Regions from separate parts of the Sus scrofa genome. Here all the other regions are linked to region 1. A link is a contact called in public Hi-C and targeted proximity ligation data. All regions are on one chromosome and are shown on one strand. The core of a region is the stretch at or near the end of the contact, and the rest is flanking DNA. Distances in the headings are between cores, read along the strand shown.

What was found. Hi-C and Micro-C count contacts between places; a contact is called where the count stands out from the background.
Region 2: a contact with region 1 is called in a Hi-C map of skeletal muscle, with 5 times the contacts expected there. A contact is called at or near these places in 4 of 47 Hi-C or Micro-C datasets (embryonic fibroblasts, heart right ventricle and skeletal muscle) and 1 of 2 datasets of targeted methods (skeletal muscle).
Region 3: a targeted proximity ligation map of skeletal muscle shows a contact between it and region 1, with 3 times the contacts expected there. A contact is called at or near these places in 3 of 47 Hi-C or Micro-C datasets (embryonic fibroblasts and heart right ventricle) and 1 of 2 datasets of targeted methods (skeletal muscle).

The regions. Positions count from the first base shown.
Region 1 is chr5:77,547,846-77,550,732 of Sscrofa11.1, reverse strand. No RefSeq gene overlaps it. Among named protein-coding and RNA genes, the nearest start is that of SLC38A4, 60 kb to the right of the region's middle.
Region 2 is chr5:77,193,458-77,196,344 of Sscrofa11.1, reverse strand. The region is part of intron 1 of LOC106510390 (a long non-coding RNA gene); the gene reads right to left. The region is part of intron 1 of LOC102160630 (a long non-coding RNA gene); the gene reads left to right. Among named protein-coding and RNA genes, the nearest start is that of SLC38A2, 69 kb to the right of the region's middle.
Region 3 is chr5:77,274,093-77,276,979 of Sscrofa11.1, reverse strand. LOC106510390 (a long non-coding RNA gene) reads right to left here. Exons shown (of 13, transcript XR_002344176.1): 5 at 2,457-2,592. Among named protein-coding and RNA genes, the nearest start is that of SLC38A2, 150 kb to the right of the region's middle.

The sequences.
Region 1 (2,887 bases), core at 98-2,597:
ACTGAAATACTAGAGGAAAGCAAACAAAAACCAAAGAAAGTAGAATTGAGACAACAAATGTTTTAAAAATTACTTTGTATTTTACGTTTTTGCCACAGTGTGTTGTGGCTTCATACGGAATCTCAGTTCCTAGACCAGGGATTGAACCATGGCTGCAGTGGTGTAAGTGCTGAATTCTAATTACGAGGCCGCCAAGGAACACCCCCAAATTATTGTTTTGTTTTGTTTTTGTTTTTTGCTGGAACAAAGTAATGCTAAAAATATCCTTCCTAGAGAAAATTAGAGGCACACCAACCACCTCTAAATAAAGAGATTCTCAGTCAATCAAATATTTTCTAAACCTAGCAGTTGTTAATTTGCAACACCTTGATGGGAAAGGAAGGCCAATGATTTGGGATGTTTCTTTCCTAGTAAAATGGGATATGACCAGTAACTTGTTGCATTCCATAGCTTATGTAGCTTATCTTTATTAAGATAGCTTATATGAACTGAGAACTTGTAAAGTACCAGAAACAACATTAAGTATTTTTTACTTGTTACCTTATTTTATAGATACAGTGTGATGTCATCATCCATAAACTTATGCAGTGAGTGACTGCTAGGGCTCTGGACACGGGCTCTGTGAGGCTGGGTCCCTGCTTCTCACTGCTGTACTGCATTGATCACCACGTGGAACCGCAGCTTGGGAGGGAAAAGAGCTGATCAGCTCACCAGGCCCACCTCCTCTACCACATTTTGTCAAGGTTTCTTCTTTTAATGAACCAACAATGGTTTCCCAAGAAACAGATTTCTACAAATGGTTTTGCACATTGCAGGATCCAAAACAATGCCAACTGAATAAGAGCAGCTGTACAAGAGTGGTTTGATCCTATCTGTATGAATAAAAGCAGAGGGTTTTTACAGTTTTACTAAAAGAACACAAAGGAATGTTGGCCTCTCCTAAAATGAATCCCATTTTTAAAAATTGAAGTGTAGTTAAATTACAATGTTATGTGAGTTTCAGGAATACAGCAAGGTGATTCCATGATAGACAGATAGGTGATAGATAGACAGATATGTATCTATATGTACATATATCTATATATTTTCAGATTATTTTCTATTATATGTTGTTACAAGATATTGAATATAGTTCCTTGTGCTATACAGTAGATCCTTGTTTAAGAATGAATCCCATTTTAAATACTCAAATAACTTAGAGTAAAATAGAAAAACAACAACAAAAAAGTGCGACAGTTAAATTAACTTCTTTGAATTGCCTTGAAAACAAATGGCCGAGGGCAAAGATGGAGGTGATTTCTCTGTGTTCTCCACGTGGGGGCGCACTGAGCCCTCCTCAGGCCTTAGGACAAGCCTGTAGCTCCGAGTGTGTACCTACCAGATAAGGAAGAAGAATGCAGGAGCAAGGCCAGAGGCCCCTGAGAACCATCAGTCACGTTCAGGGGGATCAACGATCTTTATCAGCAGCGCTCAAGCGCTCGTGTCCATCCTCACAGGCCTGGGCGACCTTCCCGTGGGTTGGCAGCAATCACGACCAGGCCTCGGAGGTGGATGCAGCCATTCGCTAGTTTTACAGAAGTCCCCGCATAACAATAATCACAGCACACCACTGTTGTCCTTTGCACTCAGCGAGGGTGAGCACGCGTCTCTTCTGGAAGGCTGTACATTCTGGGTCTCTTCTCCCCAGTCGGGATAAAATCTCTTCATGAGACACATCAGCAACTGTGAGGGGATGGCGTGTGAGGCACACCTTTTAAAATAGGCCTGGTGACATAATTCAGTAAGTGGCTCTTTCCCAGGCTGGGGTGGAACCTATTTCCAGAGGAAGATAAAGGCAGCGAGCCAAAGGTAGCCAGCCAGCCCCCTGAGCCGAGCAAGCCCGGGCCCAGAGAAAGACCAAGGTCAGGAAGCTTTCTAGATTTCCTTCCTCTCCCCCTCCCCTAAACATAGCTCTGAAACGCAGTAGCCATAGGTACCTTTTCTTTGGAAAGCCAGGAACAGAGGCATTTACAAGAAAACAAAGGGGGAGGCTGGTTTAAGACGCCAGAGCCTGAGGGAGATTCCTGGGTGGGCATTAGAAATACTTGACACTCATTTCTATTCTGTCCCAGACTCTTCAACATGGTTGTCTCAGGACGTGCTGAGGGATTCCCTAGCTCCTGGTTTCAGGATAACGGAGCTGTGGGTGCTGCCCGACTCCCTCTTGTAAAGGCCCCTCTTGCTACTGGGCACCCGTCTCATGACAGAAGGTGCCTTGAGGTAAAGCAATTCACTCTCAAGTGCTCCCAGTAGATGGCAGCACTAACCTGGCTCATTTAGTTCAGCGTCTGCTTTGGCAGCAGAACTCGGCCTGTTGCTTCAATGGCAACATCGTAAGGATGGGAAATAGATAATTAGATGCTTGCCTTAAAAAAAAAAAAAATGTCTACTTGGGAAATAGATAATTAGATGCTTACCTTAAAAAAAAAAAGATGTCTACTTGGGAAGGAAGAGGTTGGAGGATTTTGCCCACATTCATGGAGACACGTGCAAGGCAAAGGGAAAACCTTGCTTCGTTTCAGGTGGCTTTTCTTCCTCACCAAAGTCCCAGACACATCCATTTGTTACGACTTTCCTGAAGAAAAGAAAAGATAAGGCTTGGAATTAAAAAGAGAGAATTGGTATTTTACTATATAAAATTTCTATCTTAGGGTCTGACAGAGTTGGCTTTAATTATTATATTTATAATAGACTTCATTTTCTAGAGAGGTTTTAGGTACACAGAAAAATTGAGTAGCAGGTGCAGAGATTCCCCATACAACTCCTGCGCCCCCACCACTACGAAAAGCACCCCCTACCCCCAATCCGCATCGTGCACCACTCTGGTGCACGGTCGAAATGGATGAAC
Region 2 (2,887 bases), core at 250-2,749, 350 kb after region 1:
TTTACCATAAATCACAAAAATAGGAGTTCCCTTGTGGCTCAGTGGTAACAAATCCAACTAGGATCTGTGACGATGAGGGTTCCATCCCTGGCTTTGCTCATTGGTTAAGGATCTGGCATTGCCATGAGCTGTAGTGTAAGTCGCAGACATGGCTCAGATTCTGCATTGCTGTGGCTGTGGTATAGGCCAGCAGCTGTGGCTCAGATTCGACCCCTAGCCTGGGAACTTCCATATGCTGCAGGTACAGCCCTAAAAAAAATTTTTTAAATAGGTTTCAGAGATTAAAAAGAGAGAGCAGAATTCCTGAATCCCAGGCATGGATGGATGATTCTGTCTCCCCTCTTTTACTGTGACACACGTGACCAAAAGGCTATGGCAGCCTTTTCCCCACGTCTCATAAGAGTTGGCATTGAAGAGGTCACACTGTCTGTCCCTAGCCACCTTAAGTTTTAAAGGAAGCACTCAGAGTTCCTGTCGTGGCGCAGGGGAAACAAATCTGACTAGGAACCATGAGGTTGCAGGTTCGATCCCTGGCTTCGCTCAGTGGGTTAAGGATCCAGCATTGCCATGAGCTGTGGTGTAGGTTGAAGACGCGGCTTGGATCTGACGTTGCTGTGGCTGTGGTGTAGGCTGGTGGCTACAGCTCTGATTAGACCCCTAGCCTAGGAACCTCCATATGCCGCAGGTGCGGCCCTGAAAAGACAAAAAATAAATAAACAAATAAATAAAGGGAGCATTCTGAGGCCCATAGAGTTGAAGGGACTTGCCTTAAACCACACAGCTAGTAAGAGAGGCCTCCTTCCCAGACACTGCACTGCTCCATTCATGCTCCATCCCAGAGCCACTGGAACAGACTCACTCATTCAGCAAAAATGTCCTGAGAACCTGCTAGCAGGGGAAGTCCCAGACAGAAGGCCAATTCTCATCTGCTAAAAAAAAAAAAAAAAAAAAAAAAAAAAAAAAAAAAAAAAATTCCTTTCTCCCCTCAAAGGGAAAAAAAAAAAGATCAAAGTCAAAATGAACAGGGTCATAGGTCAGGACAAGATTTAGAGAGGCCTGAAGTTTAGGCAGACCTGGATGCATAGCCTGACTCTACGCTTTGCTAATGTGTGACCTTGGGCTTCTGCATCCTACTCTGTAAAACTGTGAAAATTCCTCAGAAGTGGTTTGTGAGGATGAAAGGAGATGGCGCTTTTTTGTTTGTTTTTTGTTTTTTGGTATTTTTAAATAACATAGTGTCTGGACACAGTAAGAGGGTGACGAAGTGGTCCCAGGTAGCACTACCACTGACTGAGCCAGGCTGGGAAAGAAAGAATATTTTTGTTCCCTTTTCCTTCATTCTCCCCTCAGACAGCCTAAGGGTGCTCTACTCTTGCCCCTGCCGTCTGCACCACATCAAGGCGGAGAGTTCCTTGCGTGTTACAAACGGCTTGCAAGGCCTCACTTCCTGGGTTCTGCATGCAGGGCTTCCTAACTCTAACTCTCTCTCTCTCTCTCTTCCTCTCTCTCGCTCTCTGGCTTTTCACTAAACCACGGCTTTTAAACTCCTCCAAGTCTGTGACTCATCCACTAGTCCAAACTTGCACACATTCCTACAAGAAAGAACTCAGAACTCTGCCTATTAAATTTCCAGTTACTAATAAGACATCAGATTAGACATTCAGCTGAGAATGGCTGAAAAGCAAAACACAAGTGTATTGAGAGCTCCCCCCAATACACCCTTTATTCTTGGCCTCTGTGAGTCCTTTAATCCATAACAAACAACGCAAAGTGCTACATGAAAGGTGACAGGGGCGGGATCCCCAGTGCTCCTGGAAGAGTTGGGATAAGCGCTGGCAAACACAGAGTGAGGAGCATGGAAATGCCAAGGCAGTCAGGGCTATATAAAGACAGATGCGTCAGTGTTCAGAACAGGGAACATCTATAAGACCCAGGGGTTAGCAGAATGACGGTGGAGAGTGAAGCAAGACAGCACCTGTTTGGAAAGGCTTCAAGGAAAAGAGTTCTGAAGGGCAGTGGGGTGACAGGCGGACCTCAGAGGTGACAAGAGGGAGCAGAGCGCAGAGGGCAAGGCGATAACAGAAAGAAAAAGGGAGCAAAGAGCAAAAGTGAGGGTATTTGCAAACTTCACCAGAACACCTTGCTGCCCACGTGAGCAAAGAGAACCGGAGAGCTGAATACATCTGATTAGAAGCAGAGGTAATTGTTGCCCACTCTTCCCCTTACAGGCTTATCTGTATGAATCAAGTCATGAATTCGCTTCCTCCTTAGCATTGATCACAAATGGGAATGCCCCAGACCCAAAGGCAAATAAATAACTTCAAAACCCTAGGAGTGAATTATTAGCCTCGCCTGGATCACTGAAAAGGAGAAACATCTAGGGGTCATGGCCAAACTTTTTTTTCCACTACAGACCTATCTATAAATTTTAAAACATGAATTTCCATAAACGGTTTGGTTAACCTGTCTTATCACACATGACGGCAAGTTTTTAATGACTAGAAGGTTTACGTTTTTGCTGTGTGAACAACGATGTCTAATCCAGCAGCACCGTGTTGCTAGTGGAGACTTTTATAAATACTCGTTGACTCAGCTGCTCATGCTCTTGACTCAGGTCATATCCGTTTCGAGAAACCTTGATTTGATCAACCACGAAGGCCCAGGGGGCCACATGGGTGACAATTTATATAATAAAATAATATCCTCTTTAACGAGAGCATTCAAGGTGACAAGCACAATTCTAGCACCTTACTCATCATTTCCAATTCTTGATGATTAAGGAATCTCACCCTGTGATAAAGCCGATGTCCTTCCAGATGAGAAAACAGGGGCCTAGAGAAGAGAAGCAATGTTCCCAAGTTATATAATTAATAAGTCACTGAAAGGA
Region 3 (2,887 bases), core at 255-2,754, 270 kb after region 1:
AGTCCAAGAATTCTTCCTGACTCCTCACTCACATAATACACGACTTTCTTTTCTGTTTTCTTGTCCAGCTCCTTCTGTTTAGAACAGAGCTTCTTGAAAGGAGGGACTGGGTACCTTGCCACATCCTGCATTGCAAAGGACTAACTAGGTGTTAAATCCACTCGTTCGGCACACACTTACTGAGCCCTAGGCTGGGTATTAGATGCATACTTGCGCTCTTTCATTGCACAATCCCCTATGGTTTTGCCATCCTTGGTGCCATAAGGAGTCACAAGCAGGATTTGACTACAGAAAATCTACCTCTTCAAGACTCTCACCCCAATGTCAATAGCTGCCCACTGGAAGACACAAACATGCATGTATCAACATCATCTAAATGTATTCTCACAACAACAAATGAGAAACCAAAAGTTCTGGGGATTTAATGCCTTGGCCAGCTTTTGATTGGCACGCTCAGGGGAGGCCATGTTCCATAGCGTTATAAGCTGGCTGGGGAAGTGAGACCAACCGGGGATCCAATCCCAGCCTTTCTAGGTAGAAGCTGTATGGTCTCACAAAAATTGCTTCCCCTCTTTGAGCCTCAGTTTCCCCTCCTGGAAAAGCATGGGAAATAATACTTAACCACCCACCTCACAGGATTGTGTGAAATCCAAATTAAAAACTGAATTATGGAAGTTCCCATCGTGGTTCAGTGGGTTAAGAACCCGACTAGCATCCATGAGGATGCAGGTTCAATCCCTGGCCCTATTCAGTGGATTAAGGATCCGGCGTTGCTGCAAGCTGCAGCATGGGTTGCAGATGCAGCTCGGATCCTGAGTTGCTATGGCTGTAGCATAAGCCGGCAGCTGCACCTTCGATTCACCTCCTAGCTTGGGAACTTCCATATGCCCCAGGTGCGACCCTAAACAGAAAAAAAAAAAAATCAATGTACGGCTTCAGTCTCTGAACCTAGTAAAATCCAAGGAACTCCAAATCATCTCAAAGCCCACATTCTTAATCATTCTGTGCTTTTTCCTGAGGAAGGGCTGGTGCTGATAGAAGAAAATATCTGAAGTTGCACAGAGAAGCTGAGGCCCAAATTGAGAATGCCTTTGTTTCCAGCAAGCAAGGACACCAAGAAAATTGCCTGTGTACCAACTCCATTATAGATGTTACCTAGAGAATTCTGATCTTGTCAGCCATCAAATAATAAGAGCTTGTGAAATGTGAAAGTCCTTCGAAAAATACAAACAGGCAGTATTGTTATCATCATTAATAGTCTAAGTTGGGACCCAGTGAAACTGTGACTCCAGTGAACCTGTGCTTGTCTACCATTTCTTTCCTTCTTCTACCATCATTTCTTTGAGGAGGACATATGACCAAGACTTTTTTTTTTTTTTTTTTTTAAAGGTCTGCACCTGTTGCCTGTGGAAGTTACCAGGCAAGGGGTCAAAGTGGAGCTGCTGGCCTATGCCACAACCATAGCGAGGAAGGATTCGAGCCGCATGTGCAACATAATGCCTCAGCAGGCAACAACCCAGGAACCTTAATCCACTGAGCAAGGCCAGGGATCAGACCCACATTCTCCTGGATACTAGTTGCTTCCTTAACCCGTTGAGCCACAATGGGAACTCCAAGGACCGTGACTTTTTATTCTCTTGAACACCCACTATATCCAGGGTGTTGTTAGTTCTATCAGGTAGAGACTTTTGGTCCCACTTTGTAAGTGTAAGGCAACCCACTTCTAGGTGTAAATAAAATGGTTCTCACAGTTTATTGTAATCTTGAAGCTGTAGACAATCATATAATCATAAGCAATTATTAAGTTCATTCTATATGCTAGGTGCTGGGATTTTAAAGACAGATCAATTCATTTAATATAAGGCCCCAGTTGGAAATCTGAGATTTAATGGGTTCAACTCCTCGCCTCAGGTCATATGCTGTGAGTGACAGAGCAAGAAATCAAACCTATCAGAAACCAAGTTCTCTTCACGCATTCTGTTCAAAGCTCCTACCACACATGAGGCCCTGGACTATAAGGAAACAATATGAGAAGCACCCCTGTCCCATCCTCAAAGGGGCGAACCCCGTAGCTCCATCTTATATCCCATCTTGGACAAGAGAGGGATAAATAAGTGGATGAGTTCAGTGAAGTAGGCACCGAACAAAACTCTGGTGGAAAGGAGGGTAAATCATTGCCTGAGATGAACTCTAAACAAAGTAGAAGAGGAAAGTGTAGCTGGGGAATCAGAAAAGGCCCCTGGAGAAGATGCCATCAGAGGGCTGGATAACCTCATCTCAGCATCAATACACTATTCTCGTTAGAATCTCCACTCTATTTATAATTTTGACCTAAGTCCCAACACCTGTTCTGACTCCATCTCACAATCCAAGGAAAAGGATCTGGCTTGCCTTCTTCTCATTTTTGCAAAGTTGTTCCTGTCTGAGCATTTATTTTCTCATAATCTGCCTCTTACCCTTGACGTAGTGTGATGGCCACAGGAGCACTGGTCCACGTGTTTGGAGTTCACTGAATCTGAGCCACAGAAATATTCCAAATGAGGTTGGGATGGACAGCAAGCACCTCTGGCTTTAGCAGGATGTGTCTTCCTTCTGAGGAAAATGGGACTTCAAATCAGAATGTGTCTTTTGGGTTGGAACATCATAGTTTGTGATGCTCCACTATAAAAAGCATGTTTTATACCAAGACCAAGGTTTTGCCCAAAGTTTAAGCCTTTCATTGGGTATGTTTGAAAGCATCCTTGGAAAAAACGCCAACGTTCAGTCATAGTCTTGGGATTATATTTACTTTTTAGTTGGGTTTAACAAAATTTCACCCTTTTGTTAGTTCTCGTGTTGGTGGACTATTCAACTAAGTTAAAAACAACCTGAAAATGTTTAGTATGAG